Linked DNA regions of Sus scrofa: region 2 is linked to region 1. Evidence: chromatin contacts called from public HiChIP or PLAC-seq data. All regions are on one chromosome and are shown on one strand. Each heading gives the region's core, a stretch centred on a gene start, on an enhancer-like site or on the middle of the called end of the contact. The rest is flanking DNA. Distances are from core to core; before and after follow the strand shown. Region 1 overlaps XPNPEP1 (xaa-Pro aminopeptidase 1). Region 2 overlaps ADD3 (gamma-adducin).

Region 1 (5,867 bases), core at 942-3,441:
CCTCTGATCCAACAGCCAGTTCTGGAACTCTGCCCAAGCAACCTTTGTTTCAAAAGCAAATTGCACGAGGCCAGGCCTGGGAAGGGCCTGGCCGCTGGAATGAAAGGTTCAGATGGGCCTCTGGGGCTACCAACCTTGGGGATGGCCTCGCTCACGGCATAGCTGGCCTTGTCACTGACCCACACCTTCTCCCTAGGCGACAGGCTGGCACACAGGACCTTGAGCTCGCTCAGGATGGACTTGTAGGGAAGCACCTGGATTCTGTATTCGGCTTCCAGGCCCAAGTCAAAAAGCAGGTGTTCCTTAACACTGGGGGTGTCTATGCGGTCACCGTCAATGAAGAGCCTGCAGAGGGGCCAGACGCAAGGTGACAGGAAAGGCGGGCATAGGAGTGAGAGGACAAGAACGCAGATGCACACAAGTGGGTCTGTCTTCTGGCAATCCAAAGCAAGCAGCTTCTCCTTTCTCCCCACCTTTCCCAAACCCTGCTCCCCAAACCGTGTCCCCTGCCCTGTATATGTTGTCGCCTTCACCAGGTGACAAGCCAGGGCCTGGGCACTGTCCTCTTTGATGCTCCTCCTCTCTCCTTTATTGAGATCTTTGAGCCTATAGCCTAGACCACCCCCAACCTCTCCAGCTTTCGCTGTGGCCTTGCCCAGTCACTGCCCAGGTTCAGGCCACTATCGTTGCTCACCTGGAGTGGTGCCACAGCCTCCTAACTGGTCTCCTTGCCTCCAGCCTTCCCTATCCACCCTATTTTTCACAGCAATCATAATTTTCCCCATAATTTCACCCTAATCATAACAGTCTTTATGATTTACAAGCCTGACCAAGTGGTTCCCTTGAGAAGCTCATCCCTCGGGACAAGAGCCCAAGCTCTGGAGCTAAGGGAGGCTCACAAGGCCTCCCTTAAGGGGCCTGCCCACCTGTGGGCCTCTCACTCCAGGTTCCAACCATCCTGGACCACTCTGCCTCCTCCACATGCACTGTGCTCTCCCCTGCCCAGAGCCTCTGAAAACGCTGCTCCCTCTGCTGATCGCCATTCTCTCCCTCCTCGCCCCCTAACCCAGCTAACTCACATGTACCTTAATCTCTGCTTCAATATCACTTTCCCCAAGAGCCTCCTCTGACCAAGTCAGGCCCCTCCCATAATACCCATCTCCCCATCCTACTGATGAGTCAGTGCCCACCATGTGCATGAATCGCCTAAGTTCATCTCCCCAACTCCAACTCCAACCCAGGGCCCTGTCTCATTTGCCCCAACACCTAGCAGAGACCCTGGCACATGGCAGGCACTGAATAAATATGTTGTCTGAATGTACAAAGCCATTCAAATAGAAGAGCAATGGCAGGAAGGCCACAAGCAGCAGTTTAAAAGATAAACTGACGATTCAACAAGGCACAGCTCAGGGACGGTTTCCTGAACCACTTCTGACCTTCCGAATGACAGGGTCTGTTTGCAGTGGAGACCCAGGATTGCATAATGGAGCCCACAGCCCCCCTGGCATTGGCTGCTAGAAAACCTGGCATCAGAATCAAATCTGCAGCCTGAACAAGACTTTGCAGCAGGAATTTGGTGAACTGACCTCACTCTCTGGTTTTGTTCTGATGTCCTCGAATACCAATTTTTTTTTTAATCTCCTAGTACTATAGAGACTTTCAGAGACTTCAAATCACTTTCAGGATTAAAAGAGAAGCAGGATATAAATAAATACCTATTGTTAAGGAAGGCAAGAAAGGGAAGGAAGAGAGGCCGGAAAGGGAAAGGGCAGGAGAAAAGCAGCGCGTCAGCACACGTCAGGGCCGGAGCAGGAGGTCGGGGCTCCAAGGGGCTGGGAGAAGGACTTTCAGGTGCAGGGCCAGCACTCACATGATTGTTTCTAGTCCTATGATTGCATAGGAGAAAAATACCGGATTGTGCTCCACATCTGATCCTCGGAGATTGAAGAGCCCTGGAAAAAAAAGTTCCTGTCACCTGCCTGACTGAGAGTTTAAGGGGCAGCTTGTTGGGGTGGTGAGCGGGGTTCCACTTGCTAGGGAAGGACTGGGTGGCATCTCTCTCAGAAGCTGGGAACCTTTCTTCCTAGTCCTACCTCTGAGCTGCAGTTGCTCATATCCGCCAAATGATGGCACCAGAACTGTTTCTTATGCTGCCACATCTCCGTCCAGAGAAGGGAATGCGGGAGTTATTAGTCAGAAAAGGGGAAATGCCCTCCAAACAAAGAGTTGCAATGGTCCCCCTGGTGGTGATGGGTCAGGCCTGGCCTTGCGGCAGAAAACCTCTGATGCTCCCTACTCCAGGGCAAGAAACCACTTTCTGGCTCCCATCTGAGGCAAACGGCCTTGGATAGAAAAACTGAGACCCACCCATGAGGGAGGCCAAAAGAGGCCTCTGTGTGAGGGTCACGGAGCCCCAGGGAGGCGGAGCTTCCCGGCAGAGGAACAAAAGCAGTGAGTCAGCCGGGGCTCTGGCCCTTGAATGAAACCCGAGCCTGCGGCCCACCCATGGGTCTGCTGTGGACCAGGGCAGGGTGGAGGACCTGCCTCCGCCAGTGTCAGGGGGCTTGGTGAGGTCACTGTGTGTCTGAGAAACCAGAGAACAGCTCTGGTCCCTGCACTTCCAGCTGCTTAATGTCTGCTCTCCTGAGGATCAGAACGTAGAAAGGACCCTGCAGTAAAAGTACCACCTCTGCTTTAAAATCACGGCTTCTCAAAGTAAAGCGATGAGGCAGTGTGTTTTACCTATGGGACCAAACTAACACTTTTTTAAACAACAGTACCTGGGACTGGCAAGGGTGTGGCAAGAGGGGTGTATTCATGCACCACTGTGCGACCATTCCGGCAGGTAAATGGCAAGACGGTCAAAAGCCCTACCACACACACACCCTCCAACACATACCACTTCTAAAAGCCAACCAGAAGCCGCAAGAAAACTATCAGACATTAAGACATGGATTTTGATGCACCAAGTTTGATGGCAGCATTGAAATAAAATCATGAGGAAACTGGACATAACTGAAAGGACATACTTAGGAGAATGGCTGAGTAAATTATTATACAATCCTATGGTGGGATATTTAATATTCACTGCAAATTATGCTTATATATGCGTAGAGTATCCTGATACACTGGGGGAAAAAAATCAAGCTACAAAATCACATATGCACAGAATGTCAACAGTGATTCTCTCTGTGTAACAAGATCACAGGTGATACTTTTTTTCTTCTTTCTACTTCCTCTGCACTCTCCAGATTTTCCACAATGGAAATGTGTTTTTTAAATAATCAAAGGGAGAAATTAGCTTTCTACGTTATTTACTCTGATGCTAAGATTATTAAGTTAATTAGGGATACAAATCACTGATACTCCTGACCAAGTCTGGGGGCTGGGGATTAGAGAGAAAGGACACTGTACAGTAAGCTCTCTTTCTGTAGTGAGAAACTAAAAAGATAAGACAGTGCCTCTTCTCAGGTGCCTTGGGTCAAATCCAATCAGAAAACAGCAGAGAGAATAAGAAGCTTCAACCAGATTCCTTTAGGTTCTAGAAGGCACTAAACAATTCCATGGGGGTCGTTTCAGGGCTTAAGATTAAGAAACTGCTACTGCATGAAAAGGCCTGGTGAAGAACTTTTAATTCCTGAGTTTTCTGAAGTAGAAATATTTCTAGAACATCATTACTGTGAAGAACTTGGGGAAATACAGGCAAGTATAAAGAAAAAAATATCTCCTGTGATCTCACTGTTACACGTATAGAGAGACATGAATGTTGACAGACCAGGAAGTTTGGACGAAATGTGCTTTTTCAGAGGTGTCACAGGCCTGAGTACAATGGCCAGAGGGGAACATTACCATGACTTTAACCTTAGCCCCTGGCTGTAATTCTGCTCCAGATCCCCCTCCCCCACTCCCTATAATTTCTTCTCCATCCTACTTGGCATATCGTACACTCACTTGGTGACAAGTCTTTTGCTTATTCCCTGGCCAGTCATGAACCCACAGATTCCCAAAGAACCAATGGAGAGATTAGAGAACATGCCCCAACAGTGAAACCAGGGCACTCACACGCAATCTCATCCAGGGCAGTGACCACAAACCACACGACATTCCTCTCGGCCATTTTCAACCGAAGGTCTGCAACCTTGTCTTTCCAGGAGATGCCTGCAAGAAACAAACCTGCTTGTGACTCCAGCCCTGGACTGGTCCCAGAGTTCTGCAGGAACCAAGTGAAAGAAGCCATTCCAAACATCCTTAACCAGCACCACAGCCTAAGGAACATGTTATCTGAGCTGACCCAAGGCCTGGATTCAAGCCCCATACAAGAGAAGTAACTCTGTCTAAGCTAGTTGACTCTTGAGAGCCCTGACTGCCTCACCAGCAAGATTAATTCATTTGTTCATCCAATAAATGTCTATGAAGCATCTGTACTTTCCAGGCCCAACTATCTGTAGGTACCATACCGGTCACTGAGGTTGGAGCTCTGAGCTACACACAATCTCTGCGCTCTTGGGGCTTACAACCTATGAGGGAAGACAGATTACTAAACCAGCAATTAGTTACACTTCTGTAAAGACTGTTGCAATGGAGGAAGCACAGGGAACTTTGAGAACACACAGCCCAGCAGAGAGAACTCACTGACTCTTAGAGGTCAGAAGAATATACCCACCCCTTTACATTCCCAGAGCCTTTCAGTGCTAAGACCCAGGCACTCTCTACATACAACTTACTGTGACTTTGACTTTTAAATCACACCTGTGCTGTCAGACACAGCCAGGGCCTCCCTGCTGCTCCCCAGGATGAATCTGTGGCCCTGGAGGTGCTCACCCCATCATCACCACTACCACCACCACCTGCCCTGAAACAGCACCTGTAACTCAGGGTACAGCCACCTGTGAAGGGGGCAGGCATCTGTCTTATTCAACCAACACACGGCAGTGTCCTGCACACAGTAGGTACTCATGTGTCAGTTGAACAGAAGCCTTATCAGCCATATATGTTCTCCCCTCTTGTACAAGCAAAAGGTCAGAGCCCTGTTCAGTTAAACAAAATCCAAAATACACTGATGGAAATGTTTAGGTGACCCTGGACCACCCACTGGACCCATCCCCCCAAACTGCAACACCCTCAGGTGAGGGCGTCACAAGGAAAGTGAGCTGGCGGCTGCCTCCACAACCAAACACTGCTTTGAAGATCAGCTCGGGAACGCTGTTTAAAACTTGGCTCAGAGTCTGGGCTGTAATGCTTTCTTCCCAGGACCCCTCTGGGCAACGGGCCCACATTCCAGACATCCCCCATCCACCTCTCCTCTTCCATTTCAACAGCAAGGCTCCCTCCCCTGCAGCCCCACCTCCCAGGCCTCTCCCTCCACACTTCTCACTGTTCCAGAAATCCACACTTGCATCTCCCACAGAACTTGCTCCTTACTCACCAATGTCACACAGGCCCAAGAAACCCACCCACCCCCCAAAGCCTTTAGAGTACAAGGTAGATAGAGGGTGGGGGGGGCCTGGAAAGGTAAACCTACAAATGCTAGGTTTAATGCTAGACAGAAGAAAAGGAAATGGAAGCTAGAAACCTCTAGTCTCTGTTTCCAGTATCAGACATGTCTTAAAGGGGCAGTGAGCAACTGAGTGGTAGAAAAGACATCTCAGTAGCACCCAGAAGAGCTCTGCAAAAATAAACTATGCCAAAGTAGGGGAAATAGGTGACAAGAGTAGAAACAAACTGAACTGCTTGCATCAAATGTCTCAGGGGCTTGGACAGGTCAAAATCCCCCCATCAGCTCAAGCTCCACTTGGATTCAGAAAACCTTCACTCAAGTGTAGGGGCTGAAGGTGAAGGCAGGGCATGGCGTTCCGACCTGTGTAATC
Region 2 (5,256 bases), core at 1,875-4,374, 240 kb after region 1:
CATGTGACTTAACTCTCTAACATCACTCCCTAACAAGTACTTGATGAAACAGCAAGATGGTAGCTGATATGTTCTTTTACTCTCAGTGTACTTCTTTGAAGGATAATAAGCTAAAGAAACATTGTATGAGCTGATAAATTTCAGACCATCATTTACAGTCTGGGACACTCCCAGACTCAGGCTTCTTCCTGGCAACTAATTTTCAGGTAAGGAATTATTTGACCTGAATCTCTCTCCACAATTTTTCCTCTTTTAGGTCTCGGCATGGTCACACCTATCAATGACCTTCCTGGGGCAGATACATCCTCATACGTGAAGGGAGAAAAGCTTACTCGTTGTAAACTTGCCAGCCTGTACAGACTTGCAGACTTGTTTGGATGGGCCCACCTGGCAAATACATATATCTCAGTGAGTCCTTCAGCTTTCACTTCCTCTTTTTTTTTTTTTTTTTTTTTTTTTTTTTTTTTTAAATCCCAACTTGAAAGCAACTGTATTGTCCTCACCTTTTCTCAGAAGTGCAGTTTTTGGACCTTATCCTCTGAGCCTGGCATGCTGGACCTCATCCTGATTTAAACCTTATATTTAAGAGAGAGGCTGCAGTTACCCCAACTTTTTTCTCCATTTACTATCTGTGTTGTTCCTCTAATTCAGACCAGTTGTAGAACTTATCCAGGAAGAAATCCTCAGGCAGAGTTTTCCCTCTTTGTGTTAATGATATCTGAGAGACAGTGATATTTTTAAAATGCTTTAAAAAGCAATTGGAGCAGGGAAAATAGAGGGGGTCAGGAAGTTTCCTCCCTGGTCTTTATTTTTGAAAGATATTTTTCCCATTCATCATCATCTTGTTTTCATGTTGCCACACTTGAAACAAGATAATATTTGGAGACAAAAAAGTATGAAAATATTGTGTGATGAAAATGGCACAGATGTGAAGTATAATCTTCCTACAATTTTTCAGCCCTTCCTTCCTCCCGGCTGTTCCTTAGTTTGCCCTTCCATCTCTACCTTAATTCCTTCTTAGGAAAAGATTCTGTTTTCTTTCTTTTGCTCATTTGCCCTTAATTTGCATATTTAAATCAAGATTATAGTCATTACCACCTTGGGTTGAATTATATTGGCATTCATTTCTCTTGAAGATAGCTGACCCTAAACAACCTTAAAACCCCCAGAGTGACACTTTAGGTAAGTCCAGTGTATGAGGAACTAATGTCAGGATATTTTTAGCAAGTGCTTGAGGGTTTGAGGGAAAAAAACTTTTCAAAGAAAGTTTCATGTTGTACACCTTTAAGTTCTGCTTTGTTTTCTCCCCCCAGATCTCTTACAGTTATTTGTTGTAAATATATTCCTAGTCATGTTTACACAGCAAAATATGAACACCTCATAGTAATTCCATATTTTTTTCTCTTTCTCCCAGGTAAGAATAAGTAAGGAGCAAGACCACATAATAATAATTCCCAGAGGTCTGTCATTTTCTGAAGCCACAGCCTCCAATTTGGTACAGTTTTCGTTCCTGTATTATTTTTTCTGTGCTTCCTTGTGCTTTTCTGACAGTTTTTATCTTTTAGTACAGGACAGAATAAGAAAAGGTATAGATGGAAAAGCATTTACTAGTTAACAGGAATAAATTGGAAAGTTAACATTGTGGTTTTTTTTTTTAAATAAAAGCTTTAGGGTTCAAGAAAAACAGGGTAGTTGAAGAGCCTAGTAAATGAATTGGTCTAATCAGCTAACCTATTCATGTTTTAAAGAGAATATTTTGATTTTTTTTTCACCCCGTACTCCCTGTAATTTGTGTGAAAAAACAAAAACCACACATACACACACACAGAGACTATACATTTTATAGATAGATTTAAACAAAGTTCATTTGGTGTGAGACTAGCATCCAACATTCTAGCATTTTGTTTTCCATAATTGTACTCTTAGCCATTGTCGTTAGCCTCTAGAACAGTAGGAACTACATTAGTTCTAGTGCTGCAGTGTTAATTACAAGTGGATGTTTTCCAGCCATTTCAGTAAATGATGGACTTGTCCAGACCTTCAGTGAAGAGCTTAAGTTATTTAGTTTCTTGAAATGGCACTTCTTGGTAAATACTAAGTTTTGTTGCAGACTGTTTTTGTAATTAAAATTTTCTGGGAACAAAGCCACACCCATTCTTTTGTAGCGGGAGAGTTGAGTAGTTGCAATAGAGGCCTACAAAATCTAAAATATTTGCTATCTGGCTTTTGACCAAAAAAGTTTGCCATGTCCTGGTTTAGCTTGCAGAACACAAGAAACTTTAAGCATGTGTACCAATTAACTATGTCTTTGTGATTTTTCCAGGTGAAAGTCAATATCATAGGAGAAGTAGTGGATCAGGGAAGTACTAATTTAAAAATTGACCATACAGGATTCAGTCCCCATGCTGCAATCTACTCAACACGTCCTGATGTTAAGTGCGTGATACACGTCCATACCCTTGCAACAGCAGCTGTAAGTCACTGAAGGGACAGTGACCCTGGGAAGTGTATATTTTCATGTCTTTCCTTTCCTGATGCTTTACACTTTGCCATTTGAAATCATTTTCAGAGTATTAATGCTCTGCATATCCAGAAAGTAAAAAGTCCCTTTGGACTAAATGCTACAGTTCTAGGAAACAACTAGAGAGATAACATTTGCATTTTTGAACTAAACAGTTTAATAATTGGGTCATTTAGTTCTTTGGAGCAAAGCCTATTTCATGATATCCAGTACAACATGTAAATTGTGTAGTATCCCCAAGTTCTTTTTTTTTTTTTCTTGAAGAAGCAAAGAGCTAACAGAGGTAGCTGGAGTGGTAAACACAGCCTGAGCTGACTGAAGAATACAGTTCCTATGAAAGTGTAATTAGTAACTAAATGTGTGTTATCTTGGCCTGAACCTAATCAAATAGGTATCCTCCATGAAGTGTGGGATCCTTCCAATTTCTCAAGAGTCCCTGATCCTGGGAGATGTCGCCTATTATGACTACCAAGGGTCACTCGATGAACAAGAGGAGAGAATTCAACTGCAGAAAGTTCTGGGACCAAGTTGTAAGGTATGTAGTAGAGTTTTCTAACTAAGGAGCTATTTTTGTTGCTGTTACTGTTGATGAAAGCAGTGTAAGCTATGCCAGTTATTTAAAGTGATTGCTTTGGGATTCTATTTTAGGTGCTGGTACTCAGAAATCATGGTGTGGTAGCCCTTGGGGAAACAGTTGAGGAGGCTTTTCATTATATTTTTAATGTGCAGATAGCCTGTGAGATTCAGGTAAGAAAAACCCTTTACTCCCCTCTTTTTTTTTTTTTTTTTTTGCTTTGTTATTTGTTGAGTTGGGTATTGTGTTTACTTATTTCCAGAGTCCTATCAGTTGATGGCTTTTGTTTTGTCTTTTAAGAGAAGTTCTGTTTCCCTTGAGTTTAGGGTCAACTCAGGTATCTCTTGAGTTAAAAACAGGAGGAAGGAAATTAAAATTCACATACAGACACACAGCAAATCTAAGTGCCTCATAAACATAATTTTCATCATAATCCTATTTTTAAGATATATAGTTGCACAATTTGTCTGTTTTTACCCTCTAGTGATGTGGTGCTAATTAAGAAACAAAGGTGACTGCCGGTTATCAAAGATCAGATATGTTGCGGCCATTTTCCTGAAAGTGTTAGGGCAGGGCCAGAAGTTTTATGAACTCATGAGCTGTCCAGGGATTCATCAGCCTCAACTTCAATATTATAATGGATTTGATATTTATTAACCACTTTTTCCCCCAGAGAAGCCGAATGTGTTTAATGCACAGATTCTCTGTCTCTCTCTCTCTTTTTTTTTTTTTTTTTTGTCTTTTGTGCTTTTAGGGCCACACCTGCAGCATATGGAGGTTCCCAAGCCAGGAGGTCTAATTGGAGCTGTTGCTGCCAGCCTACGCCAGAGCCACAGCAACGCCAGATCAGAGCCGCGTCTGCGACCTACACCACAGCTCACGGCAATGCCAGATCCTTAACCCACTAAGCGAGGCCAGGAATTGAACCCTCAACCTCATGGTTCCTAGTCGGATTTGTTTCTGTTGCGCCACAATGGGAACTCCTGCACAGATTCTCTGGAAGCAAATGATAGTAATCTGAATTTATTGGAATGGCCACCAAAAAGGAGGGAAAAACTTTCTCTACCAACTTTAGCTTGTCTTAACAACCAACATTTTTTTTCTTTAATAGTCACTCCTCAAATGAAGCTATGAAAAGCTTAGTTAAATTAGCAAGCTGACTTCTGCCTAAATATCTTTAGATTCACAGTATAGTGCTTATATTCCTTTAAAATTATAACTTTCAGCAAACATATTAATGGATTGCTATGGGTAAACTGCAAGGAAAGAACTTTAAAATTTGGCAAGAGAATTCCATTTCTTGAACCATATTAAAAGGTATGGCTTTAAATGTGTTTTCCATCAGGGAGGATCAGAGTCCTGGAAGGTATAGGTAGATGGAAACAATACTTCAAGCTGCCTGCTTTCATAAGTGTATTTCTTTGTTGGTAGCCTAAATAACTATTACAGATATTTGATGAATTGAACTTATGCCCTTTTTTTTGACCACGCCTATGGCATATGGACATTCCCGGGCCAGGAATTGAACCCATGCCACAGCAGTGAAAATGCCAGATCCTTAACCTACTATACCACAAGAGAGCTCCAAACTTGTGCCTTTTTAAAAAAAATACTCATTCTAGTCTCTGTTCCCTAATTTGCCATTGATTACAGGTGCAGGCATTGGCAGGAGCAGGTGGTGTAGACAATCTACTTGTATTGGATCTTCAGAAATACAAAGCTTTCACTCACAGTGTAGCAGCATCTGGAGGAGGAGGAGTGAATATGGGTTCCCATCAAAAATGGAAGATTGGCGAGCTTGAGTTTGAAGGGCTGATGAGGACTCTGGACAATTTGGTAGGTGGAAAATTGAGCATAAACTTGGATTTCATGTTTTCAGATTCAAGAGCAGATGTTCCATCTCCATTTGATTTTGGAGCATGCTCCTTACTCCTCTGGGAGCATAGTTAGACCGTAGGAAGGAATTCAGTATATTTTAAGAATCATACAGTGAAACATGCAAATGTCATCCTAGATTTTACCCTCTTCCACTAAAAGTCAGGAGGCAGATTGCCTTCAGACCCAGGAACAAAGACGTAAATGAGCACTGAGATTTGGCCTCCAGAAAACCAGTTTATATCTAGAAAAATGTTTCTGGTCAGCAGTTTTGGAATTACTTTCT

Evidence for each region. HiChIP or PLAC-seq counts read pairs in DNA pulled down with a chosen protein or histone mark.
Region 2: an H3K27ac HiChIP or PLAC-seq map of skeletal muscle shows a contact between it and region 1, with 5 times the contacts expected there. The contact joins two enhancer-like sites. A contact is called at or near these places in 15 of 47 Hi-C or Micro-C datasets (alveolar macrophages, brain, embryonic fibroblasts and 10 more) and 2 of 2 datasets of contacts at active chromatin or transcription factors (alveolar macrophages and skeletal muscle).

The regions. Positions count from the first base shown.
Region 1 is chr14:120,332,115-120,337,981 of Sscrofa11.1, forward strand. It overlaps XPNPEP1 (xaa-Pro aminopeptidase 1), which reads right to left. Exons shown (of 21, transcript XM_003133180.6): 7 at 5,858-5,867; 8 at 4,063-4,158; 9 at 1,871-1,952; 10 at 135-345. Among named protein-coding and RNA genes, the nearest start is that of XPNPEP1, 33 kb to the right of the region's middle. Within about 2 kb of position 2,192, at least 39 of the 83 cell types and tissues checked have an H3K27ac peak or open chromatin away from gene starts, as enhancers often do. A contact at or near this core is called in skeletal muscle, where this site is marked.
Region 2 is chr14:120,567,722-120,572,977 of Sscrofa11.1, forward strand. ADD3 (gamma-adducin) reads left to right here. Exons shown (of 15, transcript XM_001924738.5): 4 at 257-408; 5 at 1,415-1,495; 6 at 2,324-2,473; 7 at 2,913-3,056; 8 at 3,170-3,268; 9 at 4,749-4,931. Among named protein-coding and RNA genes, the nearest start is that of MXI1, 73 kb to the right of the region's middle. Within about 2 kb of position 3,125, at least 4 of the 83 cell types and tissues checked have an H3K27ac peak or open chromatin away from gene starts, as enhancers often do. A contact at or near this core is called in skeletal muscle, where this site is marked.